Linked DNA regions of Bicyclus anynana: region 1 is linked to region 2. The links are chromatin contacts, called in public Hi-C maps. All regions are on one chromosome and are shown on one strand. The core of a region is the stretch at or near the end of the contact, and the rest is flanking DNA. Distances in the headings are between cores, read along the strand shown. Region 1 holds the start of LOC112053784 (protein seele). Region 2 overlaps LOC112053782 (paired amphipathic helix protein Sin3a).

Region 1 (4,123 bases), core at 833-3,332, 33 kb after region 2:
CACAAATACGGACATTTTTAACTAGAATATCACGGTATCGATCACGCACAGGCGCCATTTTGAACCGACACTGAGCTCACCGTGGCGCGGTGTTGCCACGTCGCTCGGTTTCCAATCCGCGCTTCTATTTCGGGCGCTCCCCCCCTCCCCCACCTCCCGCGCCCTCGTCCCCCTTGTGACGCTCCGCAAACAGAGCAGCCGTCGTCGACAAAACATTCACGACTATCACCCACTCCGAGCCAACTATATCACGTATAAATATGAAATCGAGTTGGCCGCGAGCGGACAAAGCTAGCGACGTAACAGCGTCTAACGTGATAAGATAGTAGTACATATAATATATATGGGAGCGTGATACATCGTGCCGGCTTTCACCGGAGCGGGGCGAGGCACGGCCGCGCAGGACATGTGCCATTGGCCACCGCACAGATCGATAGACAAACACCGCCGAGGACGCCGACCTACATACCATTGTGAGCCTTATGGCACTAAACATACAGGCTATTTATGCCGGGCCAATACTATAAACAAACTACCGCACGCGCACACAGGCGTATAACTCGTAGGTACACACTAACACAGCCGCCGTGAAAACGACGCGGGGAACGGCGAAGCGCGGCCCGACCCACGAATGTATATCATCATGTATTATGGTACTTTTCTAGAGTCGAAATTCCTGTAGCCCGGCGCACCCAGCGCTACTCCGTGAAGGACAAAGGGCCGATTTCACACGGAAAACAAAGGGAAACGCCGGTAGGACTCTCACTTGCTTGTTTACGGCGATTACATTTTTTACACACGACCAACCGTACGATGAGTGTCGCGTTGCCAAGTCGTCGCGGAGATGGCGAGCGGTATCATTATGACATTTCCCATTTTTTTTGAGCAATACTTTCGATTCACGGCTACGTTGACACAAGTTTTAGGGGTTTATTATATTCTTGTTATTTTAGTTAAAACACATAGACCGTATGGTTGGGCACAGGTGTGAAATTACCACATTCCACAATATGGCACTAAAATATATTCTTATGACTACAGATTTACTGAATTTGGTAGAAAAAGCAATTAGTATTGATCTAATACGTAATTAATAAGCATTCAATAGGATAAGACGCAACCTGTCAACTATTCACTTACCTGTATTTTTACTTGAAACAGTCTTCTTTCTCGGCAATATTCACGGGAACGTCACTTTTCGGCGAAATAAATGCTTTGATTATGGTATTTTAAGATTTTGTGAGGATTTTATGTGCACAAAAAAAATATACATTCCGTCAAGCAAACGTCCTGCGCGCAAAGAGACCGAATGCGAACTGTTGGTTTTTTAGTTTGGTCGGTTGATGATGGAGGGCGACGGGCGGAAAACCGGAGAATGGGTGAGCGAGGGAGCAAGAAAATACAATTTCTTTTTTTATATTACTCGTTAGATTTGACTTATAAGTATATGTTTTGATAAAAATAAATAAAATAACGTATTTTTAAAATTAATTTCCATTTTGAATATGACATAGTTGATGTAACAGGGAAAAATTTAATTAAATAGTTTCTGTTTTGACGTCCGTTCACATTTTGATTGATATTGAGGTACGCACACATTGATATTCTAAGGCAAAACCAGATAAAAGACTTCATTCGCATTCAATTTTATAATGACATTTTAATGAATAATTTCTTATTTTTCAACAAAATAATTAATGGATCTGCTACGTCTGTACTTAATAAAAAATCAAACATCGTGCTAACGTCATTTAATTTTATTTTTGTCATTTGACATTGTACGCAAACTGCCGTAGTTCCTGTGAACTTAGCCTAAAATTATTTGAAATGTTGCTAGAATTTTCTTTTTGAATTGAATACAAAACCAAACCAAATGAATGAAACCAAAAATCAAATAAATTATGTAAAGATGTTTTAATATTAAAATTCAACATTAAAAATATTTGATTTCACTTTATTTAAATTTTTAAATTCATGTTTGATTATCAACCTCTGCCACAGAATCTAGATAATGCGGAGTGCCTAAAATTAAAAAAAAAAGTAAAGCCGAAGCACGAATGACATGACAATGACATTGACAATCAATGTCCATCCAATCAGAAACGAGTTCGTGTTTTAAACCAATTTTCCACGTATTTACTGAAATTCTAACTCATATTTTCAAAGTTTTTCCTCGAATAAGCACATTAATAGAGAAAATTTGTTAAACATGAAAATTAAAATAGTTTTCTTTACACTTACTCTTTTAATGGTAGGAGTTTCTGCGAAGATAGACGCAAAGAATTTGAGATGCTTAGGTTTGTTTGTTTGTTAAACTTCTTAAACGTTTAATTAATATTATTTCTTTAAAATTTTCTGAGTTAAAATTACTAATCAAAGTGTTATAATCGTTTTCAGTGTGCCGGCAGACCTTCGAGGAATTGAATAAAGCTATATTAAGTGTAGAAAAATGGAAAAAAGTAGACGTAAGTTTCTGTTATAATTTTCCTTAATACATGCTTATGTCCCACTAAAAATCAGTACAGTAATTTGATGTCATTAGTAGGCTGAATAGGCTAACTATTTAGCCTATTACGAGGCCTCGATCCTATATGAAGAAGTGGCGTCACTTCATAGATGCAAAAATGCACTACCTACCCTAAGGACTCAATAGAGACCTATGTTAGACCACAGAATACATAGTTGTTGAAGTTTCCAGTTTTTACTTATAGTACATACCCTGATTAAAAACCTTGTGCATGCCGCTGTTAGGAAGAAACAATCAACCTTAGACATATCACCTTGCTCCAATGCAGGTTGGCGAGGTCGGGAAGCTTGTTCAATGTTTTATTAATCACTATGAAATGTTGAAAACTAGAAAAATGTTTGGGAATGACCAACCTTGATCACATGACCCGTCATTAGCAAAATATGTCATTCCCATACATTTTTCGAGTTTTCAAAGTGTCAGTGATTGTAGAAAGAGAATTGACGTGCCACTTGGCTAGGGGGGCAGGACTAATACCAATAACTTAACATGCTCTCCAAAAAAGGGTGATATATTTCGTAGTCTGGCTTATGGCTCACTGGATCTGTAAGGCAGGCAATTTGGTCACTGTTACTTAGTTGGTAGGTTTTACTGAGGATGTGTTCTGCCTAACTAAATTTTGGGCTATGGCAACTTATCTTATGTCAAGATTTTTGTTTCCCTGCCCCAGAACTTCAGATCAGAACTAGCTAACTAGTATAATTTCTTATAATGCACATAACTGAAAAGTTGGAGGTGCATACCCGGACCGGATTTGAACCAACACCCTCCAAATCGAAGGCAGAGGTCATATCCACTGGTCTATCACGTCTCTAATGTGACTTTCTCGTTGCATGCATCTTCAACATTCATTGGAGAAGTATGGTGGGTTTAAGTCCCATATCCCTTCTCCTATAAGAAGGGATGCCTGGGATAGTGGGATGATAATTGTGAAAATTATAAATTTTTAGTACATCGAGTCTTGTATTAATATTAATTTTGTAATAATGTTGATCAGGTTGGCAATTTCCGGATGGATGCTGATGGAAACACCATGCAGGATAAGGTGCCAGCTCATCGTTCGGCTGTATACATATCTGAAGTTATTGATGAAATATGTAAGTATATGTATCGAGTTGAAGGCAGAGGTCATATCCACTGGACTATTATGACATTGCATTGTGAGGAAACCTGCATACCAGAGAATTTTCTTAGTTCTCTGTGTGTGAAGTCTGCCAATTGGCAATGCCAGTGTTGTTGTTGTTGGCTTTACCCCTCCCATTCTGAGGAGACAGAATCAGACAGCTCTTCTTCTTCTTCTTCTTCTTTATTCTGGGCCGTTTCCGCACTTAGCCATTTGATTGGCCGTTGTGTGTGGGTCCCTCCGGTGTAGGTTCCCGCTGGATTTATTCCATCCAGCCGAGCTCGCTCCAGAAGCTTAGCAGGCCGCCCAGGTCAATTAATCAGACAGCTCAACAGTGAGTTGAAATAAACATGTATGAATGTTGTGTTGAAATTTAAGGTGCCAGGCAAAAGTAATTCAGATATATGTGGCCATAATTAACGTAGCATTGAAACAAATGCCTAAAAAATTAAATGATGTAATCTTATCAAAGC
Region 2 (3,785 bases), core at 631-3,130:
GTTTACATTTTAATTTCAACCCGAGGTTTCAAGTCCTGGGTCACACATAGTATAAATAAGGTTTTGTATTTCACTAGCAGCAAAAGTTTAAAATTAAAAAAAAAAAAAGGAATGCCCATCCCCAGCCCAGTAATTTACCTGGCCACCAGAACCACCCAGCAATTTACTTGATATTTTAAAAAAAATATTTCTATTTCAAAAATGTTTGCCACAACGTTTTATGAAGCAAAGATTGTTGACCATACAGCCTGAGTTTTACGACATATTTACAGACTTATGATTGGTTTGTTTGTTTTATCTATTTCTTGTTGTTAAACTTGTTGGTAACAAAAAAAATTAATACAGCTTCAAATGTTACGAGTACATCGCCGATTTGGTACACTGGCGAACTTTTTGTGTAAGAAGAGATTGTTATTTATAGATTATATTATTATCATCTCCATATGATATTATCCGATGGGCAGCCCCCTTTGCACTTCTTATAAGCTAGTAAAGTTGTATCACAAAGCAAGCACTTTTGTATTTTAGTTTGTTTTTTTAATAGAACTTACCGATCGGCGTGGACGATCCAAAGCTGGGCGATCTCTTGAGATGATGATGCTGTGGCGGCTGTACACTCGTGGCCGTGTGTTTAGCAACTTGCTGTTAACAATGTATTACAATTACATTATTTGCTAGTGAACTGTGCACATCGGGTATGGCTTTAGTATCTATTGTTATCGCCGCGTTGCAACGACTTGCGGTACGGACGGCTTCAGTGTGCTCGTGGCGTTCGAGCCGTCCACATCTCTTGTTGTGTAATTCTTTATGGGTTTCTTGTGATAGGCGGGGAGAGTGACTTGAGTGGAAAAGGGGAGTGTTTTCAACAGTCAATGGATCCTTTAACTCTACACACATCGTTCACAGGTGCGTGACTTCACTCAAGGTCATTCTCTGCCGTTCTAGGGTCTTATTTTGGTTGCCTTTGTTCGACATTACTTTTCTTATTTATGTAATCACTTTTGAGTCTTGCTAAAACTATAGATACCTATACTAAAGCCTGTAGTAGCTGCCGGAATAGCAGCCTGAGTAGTATATTACTGAATAAGTACTATTTACCAACAAACGAATTAGAAATGAATGTCCGAATAACGTGTCGTGAATAAACGAATGTCTGTAAATATACTAGAGTAAAATATACTCAAATGAAAGCTCACTCACTGAAAGAGAATATTGATGACTTCATTAATTTCATGACATTCAGAGGATTTTCAAAATTTTCAATTTTATGTATATTTTATAATGATTGCCTACCCCCAAATGGGATTTTCCACTTTTTTTTTATGTTTTTAAAAATTCTTTTTTTTTTTGTTTTTAAAAATTTTTTTTTCGTTTGAAAGAGTACGCTTCCAGATTGGTCCCATTTAATTTTCATGAAAAACGGTAAAATTTTTTGTTGAAAAGATTTTTGTATAATTTTTATGAAAACCTTTATAAAAACCTTTTGACGGCCTCCGTGGCGCAGTGGTATGCGCGGTGGATTTACAAGACGGAGGTCCTGGGTTCGATTACCGGCTGGGCCGATTGAGGTTTTCTGAATTAGTCTAGGTCTGGCTGGTGGCTAGTTACCACCCTACCGACAAAGACGTACCGCCAAGCGATTTAGCGTTCCGGTACGATGTCGTGTAGAAACCGAAAGGGGTGTGGATTTTCATCCTCCTCCTAACAAGTTAGCCCGCTTCCATCTTAGATTGCATCGTCACTTAACATCAGGTGAGATTGTAATCAAGGGATAACTTGTAAAGAATAAAAAAAAAAACCTTGTGCACGCCACTGCGTGTACATACCTGCGCATGATGGTGTATGGCGTGGGGCGCGGGCGCAGAGTGCGTTGCGTGCGCCATGAGCGGCGCCTGCGGCGGCGACGCGCTCGGGAAACGCTCTGCCTCGCTCTCTCGTTCCACGCGGGGCTGTACCGACAACAGAATTCTTTAAATATACAATTACTAGTAGACGCCGCGCAGTTTCACCCGCGTGGTTACCGTTACCATAGGCATACGGGGATAAAATATAGCCTATAGCCTTCCTCGATAAATGGGCTATCTAACACTGAAAGAATTTTTCAAATCGGACCAGTAGATCGTAATGCTGAGATTAGCGAGTTCAAGCAAACAAACTCTTCAGTTTCATAATATTAGTCTAGATAACAATGCAAAAATGATATCAACTTTAGACGCTTGTAACACATTTTTAATTATTTTTATATCTCAAAATTACTAAACCAATTTTTCATTCATTCAAGATTCATTAACTCTTATATCTCAAAATTACCAAACCAATTTTTATGAAACCAAGTTTTGTTCTTATTGTCCATTGAAATGTTACATTTTTTGAAGACGCATTTTTATTTTTATATGTGTTCAGTGGAAAGCTAAAACCAAGTTTGTGGGGTCGCCACCCTTGTCTCATGGCCGGCATCTTGAAAATAGGGGTTAAAATGGTTTGTACGATATATCTCTTTGAGTATTTGTCTGATAAAAAATGTTGTAACATTTGGTTCAGTAACTTATTGTTGTAGAACCATAAATAAAAAAGTTATAACGAAAAAACCATTTTTTCATCAAGTCACAATAGCTAAGGTTTTACAGCGCTCCAGAATAAGTACTATTTTTCTGTACTCATAACTAATAACTATACATACATTTTACGTGTGTAATAATAAAGTGTAACACATTTGCTCGTAAAGTATCTCTTATTTCACCAATTTCAATATTGTAATGTGTCTCTTTACGCACATGTGCCGTAATGTAAAGTAAAACGCACAAGGAAATGTAAAAACGAATGGTACTTTTTTAAAGCTTAGCAAAGAGTATTTATGTCAAAAAAGTGCTCAACATTTTATGAATAAAATTTACTTTGTGAGATAAAATATAATGAAAAAAAAACATTTAATTCTTTTATTTTCATAATTTTGACAATAAATGACAACCGTTTAACTTTACAAGAAACACAAAAATATTAATTTACTTTATTAGTAATACTGGCTATTTTTGGAGTCTGTTGGCACTTTGCTATCTGTGCAAAAATGACAAGTTTATCAAAATGTCATCATAATATGCAACTGTTTTGCATATTATGATGACAATTCATTTTCAGAAAGTGTGTTCAAAGTATGTTTCCTCGCAAATGTATTATAAAACGTCGTACGAACCTCTGCTTCCTTACTATTGCAATATCGCCTCGGCTGTAATTTTCAACCAAGCGCACTTCTAATGTACTATGTACTAAGTTATTGTTTTTTTTTCATATTTTATGATAATCTTTTTAATTATTAATGATGCCGTTAATAATTCATTATGGACTCTTTTCCCCACCACCCACGAGGTAGAGTCTGGAGGCGCGTTTTTTTTTACGTGGTATCCCCAATAGGCATAATCCACGGTGATTTTATAAGTCACAAATACTCCGCGCTCAGCCTTTTCGAAAAAATGTAAAATTCTGTAATGAGTGGCAAATCTATAATTAATTATTAATAATATTGCAAAATTAATAATTATAAAAGATTATCGTAAAAACAATAAAAAAAAACAATAACTTATTACACACGTATAATATATGTATATGAGTACAGAAAATTAGTACTCATTTCGGAAAAAAATGTTATCCTCGTTATAACTTTTTTATTTATGATTCTACAACAAAAAGTTACTGGATCAAAATTGTAGATATTTTAATTTGCAACAAAAAACGTTACCAATTTATTTTTAAAAGACAGAGATATATCGTAAAAACCATTTCAACCCCTA

The links. A called contact is a pair of places that touch in the nucleus more often than the background predicts.
Region 1: a Hi-C map of whole body shows a contact between it and region 2, with 3 times the contacts expected there. The contact joins the promoter of LOC112053784 here to the enhancer-like site in region 2. A contact is called at or near these places in 2 of 2 Hi-C or Micro-C datasets (whole body and whole larva).

The regions. Positions count from the first base shown.
Region 1 is chr18:10,090,599-10,094,721 of ilBicAnyn1.1, forward strand. It overlaps LOC112053784 (protein seele), which reads left to right and starts at 2,083. Exons shown (of 7, transcript XM_052887077.1): 1 at 2,083-2,297; 2 at 2,398-2,465; 3 at 3,525-3,624. The coding sequence starts at 2,210. LOC112053782 (paired amphipathic helix protein Sin3a) reads right to left here and starts at 1,320. Exons shown (of 31, transcript XM_052887073.1): 1 at 1,141-1,320.
Region 2 is chr18:10,057,856-10,061,640 of ilBicAnyn1.1, forward strand. LOC112053782 (paired amphipathic helix protein Sin3a) reads right to left here. Exons shown (of 31, transcript XM_052887073.1): 12 at 1,827-1,949; 13 at 552-642. Among protein-coding and RNA genes, the nearest start is that of LOC112053782, 32 kb to the right of the region's middle. Within about 2 kb of position 1,881, at least 8 of the 8 cell types and tissues checked have open chromatin away from gene starts, as enhancers often do.